2 separate regions of the Sus scrofa genome follow, and region 1 is linked to region 2. A link is a contact called in public Hi-C data. All regions are on one chromosome and are shown on one strand. The core of a region is the stretch at or near the end of the contact, and the rest is flanking DNA. Distances in the headings are between cores, read along the strand shown. Region 1 holds the start of LOC110256036. Region 2 holds the start of PPM1D (protein phosphatase 1D).

The links. A called contact is a pair of places that touch in the nucleus more often than the background predicts.
Region 1: a contact with region 2 is called in a Hi-C map of liver, with 2.3 times the contacts expected there. The contact joins the promoter of LOC110256036 here to the promoter of PPM1D in region 2. A contact is called at or near these places in 1 of 5 promoter capture datasets (liver) and 1 of 47 Hi-C or Micro-C datasets (liver).

Annotation. Positions count from the first base shown.
Region 1 is chr12:37,956,398-37,961,502 of Sscrofa11.1, reverse strand. LOC110256036 reads left to right here and starts at 2,790. Exons shown (of 2, transcript XM_021067307.1): 1 at 2,790-3,608. The coding sequence starts at 3,028. The region is part of intron 1 of LOC110256037 (a long non-coding RNA gene); the gene reads right to left.
Region 2 is chr12:37,532,369-37,537,865 of Sscrofa11.1, reverse strand. It overlaps PPM1D (protein phosphatase 1D), which reads left to right and starts at 1,707. Exons shown (of 6, transcript XM_005669013.3): 1 at 1,707-2,399. The coding sequence starts at 1,928.

The DNA of each region.
Region 1 (5,105 bases), core at 1,541-4,040, 420 kb before region 2:
TCCTCTGTGACAAAGAATAAGCACCCCCTCCCTTTCCTGGTGACCACACAGCCAGCCGTGGGGGTTGGGGGGTGGTGGTGATATTCCCGTTGCTATAGCAATAGCAGGCAGCTTGTGTCAGCAGGGGGTTGTGTGGACCAGAACCTGTTCTCTTCGGTTGGTTCCCACGCAGCCTGGGGGGAGGATCTAAGATCTAGGCTGCCCCCAGCCCCTCCCCCTCCCAGGCTTGGGGCTCACAGAATCTTGAACGCCCCCCCCCCAACTCCACCCAACCCCTGTCCCCACCGCTGCCCTCAAGGTAACATTCTGTGAGTAATGGGGCAGCAGAATCAGGAAATCCCAGCTCTTGGCTGGAGATGAGGAGACCTTGGCCGCCACAACTCCAGGGAGAAGGCGCACGACCCTCCCCCATCCCTCTGACCCCATGGTAATGAACCTGGCCAGTGGGGGCCAGAATGGGCACAGCTTGTCCAGGGCCCAGGGCTCAGACCTCCTCCCAGCATTCCGCCTGCCCTCCCCTCCCCTGGAGGCTTGGTGCAGATGCTGTTAGCACAACTCAGCAAGGTCACTGCTGGCAGGTCACCCCGTGAGCAGGAGCTGAGCGGGAGCGGGCAGTCACACCCCTGGAATTGGCCCCAGCACCCTGGAGGGCAAGGCTGATGGGCTGTGTTTCTGAGAGCCTGCTCTTCTGAGGAATTTCATCCTTTCCATTCCGCCCCCCGACACAGACCCACCTCTCTGGAGCAGGTGCTCTAAGCTCCTTGGGCCCCACCCCACCTGGCTCCTGACTCAGCTCAGTCCACAGCAGTTGCAACCTCAGATCCTTTACCTGCTGCACCGCCAGGGGAACTCCCCCCATTCCTACTTCCATTCGCTTCTGACACCCCTTGGGTTCCTGCATTGGGCCCGCAATGGGTACACACATGCAGTTGGCCAGGCCTGGGGAAGTCTCCATGGCTGAGGGTCTGGGCCACCTCCTGACTTCTCTGAGGTCCCATGATGCACAGTTGTTGAGTGCCCGCTGGGGCCATCCTATAAGGGTGGTGTTTCTCTCGTTGCACGGATGAGGATGCCGAGACCCAGAGAGGGGCTCTGGGGCCTGGCAGAACCTGGGGTCACTTCTCTGCACCTCCTCAGCTCCACGGCCAGCTTTCTCCTTTGACAGTCATCAGAGGGAGCCGACCTCTGACCCAGGGGCAGGGTGGGGTCCGCAGCCCCCTGTCCCACCCTGTCTCCACGTGCTGCTCTGTATCCCTGACGGACGGACGGTCCACTGGCCCCCTGTTTAGATTTGGCATCTGGGAGGTTGCCAGGGGCTAAAAATATTCCCCATGTGTTTAGATGATTCTTAGAAAATAAACTTCCCCATCTTGGCTCTCAGTTTGCACACTTGCTGGCCCTGCTTCCTGTGGCTCTGATCTGACAGTACAGGGGTGGGGGGGAAGGGAAGTGGGGGCGTTGGTGGGGGGAGAGCAGAAGGGCCTGTGAGGGCCCCAGAGTCGAGGGTGGTGGTGGTGGACGTGCACACGTGCACATGGAAGTATAAAGGCTTCTGTGTCACCCAGCTCCGGGGGGTGTCTGTACAGAGACTGCATTTTGAATGGCACCCCAGGGGCGTGTGACCCTGAGGCTCTGTGCCCCTATGTGGGTTGGGGCTGGTGGGAAGAGGCAGGGAAGCAGGTAATTTGGCAGGAATGGCGATGTGGCTTCTCTGCTGGGGGGGGGGGGGGGGGCTCATTTTACCCCCCTGCAAAATGGGCTAAGCTCGGCCCTTCTGGCAAACTGGGCCTCACTGTCCTCAGGCTCCTCCTGGTGACCTTGAGAGGAAGGCCAGGCCTGCGTCGGTGGGTGGGGCGCTGCTCCTGCACCTTTGCACCACACGAGGTCTAGTGGCTCTGTTTATTTATCTGAACAGGGACAAAGGCATTATCTCCTCCAGGGACCAAGGACATGTCCCGGCCGGTCTGCACCCAGGGAGGGGCTTCCTTTGGAGGGAGCGACAGGACAGACAAGTCACAAGCCAATTCCTTCCTCAGAGCCCTGCTCCCGCCTGAGGACTCAAATTCCAAGTGTTGGCTGCAGTATTATTTCCTCTGTGCCAGGGACTGAGGATTCAGGGAGCAAATCCCCATCGGTGTCTTTCCCCTAAGACTCTTTTTTTTTTTTTTTTTGTCTTTTTGCCTTTTCTAGGGCCACTCCCGTGGCACATGGAGGTTCCCAGGCCAGGGATCTAGCCAGAGCCACAGCAACGCTGGATCCTTAACCCACTGAGCAAGGCCAGGGATCGAACCTGCAACCTCATGGTTCCTAGTCAGATTCGTTAACCACTGCACCACGACGGGAACTTCATCCCCTAAGACTCCTGATGGGAGAGCAGACTCTTCAGGTACAGCAGGACCAGACCTAAAACACAGGCAGTGAGCTGGGGCCCCAGAGCCGCACAGACATGGATTTGAGTCCCTGTTCCCTACTGACTAGATAAGTGAGGGGACTTTGGTCATTTTTCTTTTCTTTTCCTTTTTTTTTCTTTTTAAAGGGCTAAACCCGCAGCATATGGAAGTTCCCAGGCTAGGGGTCAGATTGGAGCTGTAGCTGCCCGCCTACACCACAGCCACAACAACACGGGATCTCAGTGGATTAAGCATCCAGCCTTGCCGTGAGCTGTGGTGTAGGTCGCAGAGGCAGCTTGGATCTGGCATTGCTGTGGCTGTGGCACAGGCTGGCAGCTACAGCTCTGATTCGACCCTTAGCCTGGGAACCTCCATATGCCATGGGTGCAGCGCTCAAAAGCCAAAAAAAAAAAAAAAAAAAAAAAGTTGAAAACAATGGGTTCACGTCTGAGTCTGGGTGAAGGTCCCAGCTCATGGGCTCAAGTCACAATCTGAGTTGTGCAGTTTCCCTAGGAGAGGGAGGACTGAAGGATGCGTGGGGCCTACAGATGGGTATAGGGGTCTGGGTGTTCGCTTTCCTGCTGTGGGATGGACTGGGCTGGGGACAGGGGTCCCGTTTCACCGGCTGCTTTCGGGGATGGAGGTAGGGACTAGTGGGCGGAGGGTGGGAGCCAGAGGCGCCATTTGCTGGTTTGCCTCTGGGGTCAGTGGCCTGCGTGGTGGGGTTACAGAGATGCTCCTCCCTGGGGGAGACACACCCCCTCACGCACACCACGGGCCGTCTCCCTGCCAGACACGCAGGGACATCCCCCCCCAGCACTCCACCCATGCCCAGAACAGAACACCCAGCCAGATTTCCCAGTCTGACCTTTGCCCAGCGTGGCCTAGAATCACCCAGGCCATCAGGAGGAACCAAGGGGGCCAGTGGAAGCCCAGGCTGCCGTTTGTCTCCCATCCCTGCCTTGTTGGTGTGGGGGGGGTCTGGCTGGGTGTCTGCTTTCCTGCTGTGGGATGGACTGGGCTGGGGACGGGGTTCCCATGTCATCTTCCTTGGCCCTTCCCCTCCTTCTTCCCAAGTGGCTGGGATGTCTCACGGGCCCACGTCCCCCGCTCTCCAGCACAGGCTCCGTACCTGCTGATTGCCAGTGGGCCTCTCCTGTCCTGGATGTGCTGCAGGCTTCCCCCAGGACCTGGCCTGCACCCAGCTAGGGTTGCCAGGTACGTTTGCGTTGCGGCTAAACGGCGACTACATTTTCACACACACACACACAGAAGTGCATCCCTTCCAAGCTGCGCGCTTACAGTGAAAGATCATGTGTTGTTTATCTGAAACTGACATTGCACTGGGTGTCGTGTATTTGGTTTACCAGGTCTAATGACCCTAACCCGCACCCCACCTACCCCAGGGAGACAGGCCAAGGGAGAAGGGGGGACCAAAGAAGGGCCCAGAGGCTGAGACCACCACCCCTTCCCCCTCTGGCCATCCCCCCTCTCCCTCCAGCTGCCCACACCTTCCAGGAACTGCTAGCGGGCTGGTCAATGGGTTTCCCTCCAGAATAGATGATTCTGGTTTATCAGGCTCCCGGTGGGGAGGGCTGGCTTCCGAAGGGCGTTGGAACAGGCCCTTCTGCCCATGGATTTCCCCCCACTGTTTTCCAGGGACTTGGGAGAGGCTGGTGCCAAGGAAATCGCTTTATCTTCCTCTCCTGGTCTGGGCCCGAGCCCCCCTCCCTGAGGCTGGATGTGCCAGGGCTCCCTTCCTGCAGCCGGGCTCCCACCCATCATCCCAGCCACCTCGTGCGGAAGGGAGCCCTCAGGCAGCGCCTGGCTGCCGTCTCGGGGGTGCGGTCTGAAGGGGCGCGATGCCAGGGTTTTATTTACAAACTGAGAGACTCAAGAGGAGCGGGACCGTCAGGGCGGGAACGCCCGTCCAGCTCACAGCCTGGGGTGCAGGCAGAGAAGGATCTGGAGGCCGGTAGCTGGCCACATCCCCTGGGTTCACATTAGACACCTTTCCCCTTGTAACCTCCCAGATCTGTTTACCTTCGAGAACACTATTCCCAGGCCTCATCTGTTACGCAAGGCCCTGGTTTAAGTACTTTACACCTCGTCGCGTTTAATTCGGCTGGCGACCTTTAGAACTGTCAACTTCCACTGGAACAGCGGCTCCCGGACTGTGGGGATTTTCACATTTGGTTTCTTGCTTGCGGTGGACACAAGCTCAGAGTCCCCTGCAAGGATCGGCAGCAGCGGGTCCCAGCTCTGGGTGCTGCCAGAGTACAGACACCTTTAGCTGCTGGCCTCTCCAGGGAGAGGAAGCCCCTTTGCTCAAGGTCACACTCCTTTTCTCTTTTCTTATTTTTTAGGGTCGCATGTGTGGCATCTGGAAGTGCCCAGGCTAGGGGTCAAATTGGAGCTGCAGCTGCCAGCTTATGCCACCGCGAAAGCAACTTGGGAACCAAGCCGCGTCTGTGACCCACACCACAGCTCACAGCAATGCCGGATCCTTAACCCACTGAGGGAGGCCAGGGATCGAACCTGCATCCTCAAGGTTTGTTACTGCTGAACCACAATGGGAACTCCAAAGTCACACTCCTTTCTGCAGCCCCCCAGCCAAAGCCGGATCAACGGGGCAGGGAAGGGGGACTAAAGTATGGGCCCCATTTAGGGTAACCCCAAACGGCCGCTGCAGCTTCAGAGCTCACGGTGGCGCCC
Region 2 (5,497 bases), core at 458-2,957:
GGGAAGTTGGGTAAACTATTTAAGAGGAATAATATAGAGCTACATAAACTGTTCTTTTTGGCAGGTCTTGTGTTATGGAGATTATTGGATTAGAATTGCTAATATTTCACCTTTTTTTGCATTTAGTATAAAATGTTGTCTATAGATTTCCTTCTAGTGTTATAATTACTAGGTTTTGATAACAGGATTATGATCACCTTTCAAAACAAGCTGGGATTTTTTCCAAGTGTTTTTACACTCTGGAACCATCTGGTCTGGTGCATTTTAACATAGGGCTTATCTTTGATTACATTTTTAATTTAATGGATCTATTCAGATTTTCTCCATTTCGGGGTGATTTTACTTCTTTTATTGGGAGGATTTTTTTTCTAGTTGTATTTCTTGTGCCAGATGTCAAAAAAATGAGCATGGAGTTCCCCTCCTGGCGCAGTGGTTAACGAATCTGACTAGGAACCATGAGGTTGCAGGTTCGGTCCCTGCCCTTGCTCATTGGGTTAACGATCTGGCCTTGCGTGAGCTGTGGTGTAGGTTGTAGACGCGGCTCAGATCCTGCGTTGCTGTGGCTCTGGCGTAGGCTGGTGGCTACGGCTCCGATTAGACCCCTAGCCTGGGAACCTCCATATGCCGTGGGAGCGGCCCAAGAAATAGCAAAAAGACAAAAAAAAAAAAAAAGAGAGAGAGCAGTTTTTTTCCCTATTCCCAGTTCAGTACCAGGAGCATTTCATTTGGAAATTTCTAAGGCTGTACAGGAAGGGGCACACAGGAGAGGTGATGGTGAAGTGGCCGAAAACTGAAAAAGTGAACTTTAATTTGACTCACAGGAACATTTGCTGTTGATAACAAACTGACCTGCCAACTCTGAGGCTTATTTTAATGCCGTCGAAATCCGGGCAAAGGTTTTAGGGCTTAGATTGCAACCCATGGGAGAAGAGGAGAGACGATAACCAAGGTCTTGGAGCACTCGAGCGCTGGGCAGTTTTTGTAACCTATTTTCAAGTGGTCTGTTCAAGTGATTCCGCCGAAGGACTAAAATGCTGCATCCAGGGCTCATCGGGGAAAGTACTACTTTTAGCAAAAGCTGAAAAGAACTTAAAACATAAGCCGTTTAAGTGTCCGACATACCTAGTTTATGTGAAACGAGACCGTGCAGCCAATGGTGGAAATTTCCCGTGTTTTCTTAACACAAAGTGGATTTCCTTTCACAACTCCCAGTCGGATCCATCCCACCCAAGTCCAGTTCGACAGTGCCACGCTTTTCCCAGCCTATTCACAAACCACCTTCCAAACTGAGGTTTCCCGCCACTTCAAGAAATGGAAGGTTTTTCTCTCTAGATTCTTCACACTCGTGCGAGGCCCGAGCCTACACGGCTTTTCCCACCAGGCAAGCAACGCAACGCCCTGGGCAGCAGGCTGCAATTCGACCGCGGGGACGGAGCAAAAAGGTGACAGAGAAGGCGCTAGATAAGCGTTTAGCACCCGCCGAAAAGCCGGAGGACGAAACCGCCCACTGCAAAGCGAAAGCCAGCCGGGTAGCGCGCTGGCTTCGCGCCCGCGCAGGGAGGAGGGAGTGCGGCCGTTGTAGGGAGAAGGGAGGGGCGGAGGGCGTGTTCGCCCCCAACTCGACTCCGGATTGGTCGGCCCCAGAGAGCCGAGTGACGTCAGCCGGGGAGAACGTCCGATTTGTGTGGTGGGCGCGGGCAGGCGGGGGAGGCGCATTGCGCAGGCGCAGCTGCTAGGCTCCGCTTGCCCGGGCGCTCCGGCCCAGCTCTCGCGGACAAGTCCCGACATCGCGCCCCCCCACCTCCGGGACCGCCCCCTCCCCCTTCTCGGCGTCGTCGAAGATAAACAATAGTTGGCCGGCTAGCGCCGAGTGTCTCCCGCCGCTCGGCGGGCTGCGTGGGACCGGCGGGATCTCGGCCAGCCGGCCATGGCGGGGCTGTACTCACTGGGAGTGAGCGTCTTCTCCGACCAGGGCGGGAGGAAGTACATGGAGGACGTTACTCAGATCGTGGTGGAGCCCGAGCCGACAACTGAAGAAAAGCCCTCGCCGCGGCGGTCGCTTTCTCAGCCGTCGCCCCCGCAGCGGACACCGCCGGCCCTTCCTGGAGGCGAAGTCTCGGGGAAAGGCCCAGCGGTGGCAGCCCGAGAAGCTCGCGACGCTCCGCCGGACGCCGGGGCCTCGCCAGCTCCCGGCCGCTGCTGCCGCCGCCGTTCCTCGGTGGCCTTTTTCGCCGTGTGCGACGGGCACGGCGGGCGGGAGGCGGCACAGTTTGCCCGGGAGCACTTGTGGGGTTTCATCAAAAAACAGAAGGGCTTCACCTCGTCCGAGCCGGCGAAGGTGTGCGCTGCCATCCGCAAGGGCTTCCTTGCTTGTCACCTCGCCATGTGGAAGAAATTGGGTAAGTTCCCCGGCTTATTTGGCGCCCGCCTCTTTTTCAGGAGACTGTAGCGCCAGGTTGGGGGCCGTAGCTGCAGCACTGCAGGTCCCCACAACGAGAGCGCTCTCAGTGTCCATCGGTGGGAGTGAAGACTCTTCTAGGTGGAGGTCCGGGCAAACAAAGTAGCTTTGGGCAGGACAGGATTACTGTCTCTGTGCAAACGCTCCACGTTTTATTTACACCCCCCATCCCCGCCAAGGATCAGTGGGGGAGCGGTCCTCTCCCTTCGCGATTTCACTTTGGTGGCGGCCAGCGAAAACATGTTTGAAACCTGGCGCCAGATTTGGCCAAAAGATTCATTGAAGACACGGTGCTGCCTGAAACACGCAAAGGAAGCGGGAGATGGCAAAAATTAGAGCGTTTCCTTCGAATTTGTCACAATTTTGCTTTTGAAAGACTCGGTTGTCTCCTACGGGCGGTGTCAGTCCTCCAAAATTGACCCCTGGTGGCTGGTAGTTAGAGTAAACTGTTAGGCTAACAAGTTATCCGGCGACCTAAAGGCTTGGAAGGAATTTCGTGTGTGTGGTGGTCATCAAGTGTTTCTAGGATCTTTATGCTTGTACTGCTCATGAAAACCAGCGCCGAATGCATTCTTACCGCCTAAATTGATCCTACGTTAAGAATACGTGTTAAATTCAGCTAGGGCTTTTTTAAAGTGCACTTTTTTTTTTTTTTTGCTGAAGTTGCTATTAGCTAATTGCTGTCAGATAGTTCTCAGCAGTTCCTAGTTAAAAGTTCTTTGTAGCTAAATTGTAGCTGCTCGTCAAAGTAGCAAGAGATAAGGAATTGCTGATATGCTAAAAGGAATTAGAGACCTTAATTTCTAAAAGTTTGGTTTAGTTGCAGTTTCATCTAAGCCTTAAATGTTTTCTAAAGCAGCCATTGTTTCTGTACCTAACATAAGTTGAGTTATAGTTGCTTACCCATTGCTGTGAATGAATGGCATAAATTATTTTTTAGAGGAAAAAATGATACTGTGTGTCATTAAAAAAAATCCTCTTGTTTATATGGTGGCATAGTGTTGCTTTATTTCCAGAAGAGAGACATAGAGTGTAAAGATTGGTCAAATACAAAACATTTTTAAAAAGGTATTCTGATGGAGTTGTAGACTAGGCTCTTTCAGAGTCTGTTTTCTATTTGCCTGGCTTTCTGCCAAGAATTATTTGATTGACTCATAGCATAACCAGTCCGCCTGTGGGAGGCTGTTTTCCATCCAATCCCAGAGGTCCCTATTATGGATTTGTTTTGTTTTTGTGTAGGCAGAGCAGAGCTGAAAGCACTGCAGTATATTCCAGAAATATGTCATTTCATTGCTTGCAGGGCAAGTAGGAGGGACAGCAAGACAAGATAGAGGAAGATTAGACACAAAGTACTACTTGGAATTCTGTTTATTTTGCAGTACAGTTGAAACAGCATGAATTTGCCACATGTTTTCACCAAAAGGATCCAAGTATAAACCCTTTTACTTGAGCATTTTTTAATAAAGCAGAAACCATGCTTTATTAATGAATGTCTGTGTTTTATTTATTTATTTATTTATTTTTGAATGTGTATTTTTTTTTAACATAATTCTTGTGCCAAGATTTCACTCCTTTGAGGCATGGGTTTAGAGCCTTATGCACCAAATGTTAAAGTTTGCTTTGTTCCACAGTTAATCTCATACTCTATCCGCAAAACTTGAATTAAGGAAAAAGAGTACGCTGAGTATATGGAAGTCCTGACAAAGGAAACTTCCTATGTCAAGTTTCCACTTTTGTAGTTCTCATTGGGTTATAGTAGTGTTTCTCAAACTTTTTGCTCTCGTAAATTTGTACTGAAAGGACTTAGAACCCTAAAGAGCTTTTGTTTGTGTGGGCTATATCTATCATATTTACTGTATGAGAAGTTAAAAATTGAGAAATTAAAGTTATTAATCTATTAAAAATAAACATATATGTTGACATATTTTTAAGTGAAAAATTACTTTTTTCCCCCAAATAAGAAAATTTGAAATAAATATTCTCATACCTGTTTCTGCATTCATTCACTCTCTTATGCTGTGTTGTCTGGTGACGTATGTAAGTGAAAAGGCAGACTTGCAAACGTATGTAGTAGGAAAAGGGAGGAATTGTTTGTATTTTCAGATGATTGTGATATTCCATACCAAATTGGTAGCTTCTTAAGGTTACTCAAAATAGAATCTGAAACCTTATCCATTGAACTTCTGCATTTTGACATTAAGAGCCATTGGTCTCTTGCACCTTGAATCAGTCTTTTACCCAGTTGTGATTTTGTGACATGGTGCCATTCATTAGGAATTTGGAAAATAATGGTTCACTGAATTATGCATATCTTTCAAGTATAGATGCATTTTATTTTATTTTTTTAATTATTATTATTATTATTTTTTGTCTTTTTGTCTCATCTAGGGCTGCACCTGACGCATATGGAGATTCCCAGGCTAGGGGTCTAATCGGAGCTGTAGCCACCAGCCTACACCAGAGCAACACCAGATCCGAGCCCAGGCTACGACCTACACCACAGCTCATGGCAACCCCAGATCCTTAACCCACTGAGCAGGCCAGGGGTCAAACTCACAATCCCGAGGTTCCTAGTTGGATTCATTAACCACTGAGCCACGGCGGGAACTCCTGATGCATTTATCATATGATATTAAAGCATCACATTTGTTAATATCACTGATCTCATCAGAAATTTAAGACTAGGAAGCTATCAAGTTCATCGTAGTGGATATACAAAGTCTTAAATATGAGGGCTTTTTTTGGCCTCCAGCATATGGAAGTTCCTGGGGCAGGGATCAATTCTGAGCTGCAGCCTACGCTGCAGCTGCAGCAACACTGCATCCTTAACCTACTGTGCCACAGCAGGAATTCCTAAAATGTGAGGTTTTTTTTTTTTTTTTCTTTTTTGGCCACCCTGTGGCAGTGCCTGATCTTTTACCCCACTGTGCTGGGCCAGGGATCAAACCTGTGTGCTGGCATTGCAGAAATGCCACCAATCCCATTTCGCCTCTGTAGGAACTCCTAAAATATGAGTTCTTAAGAGGCAGAAATTTGTCA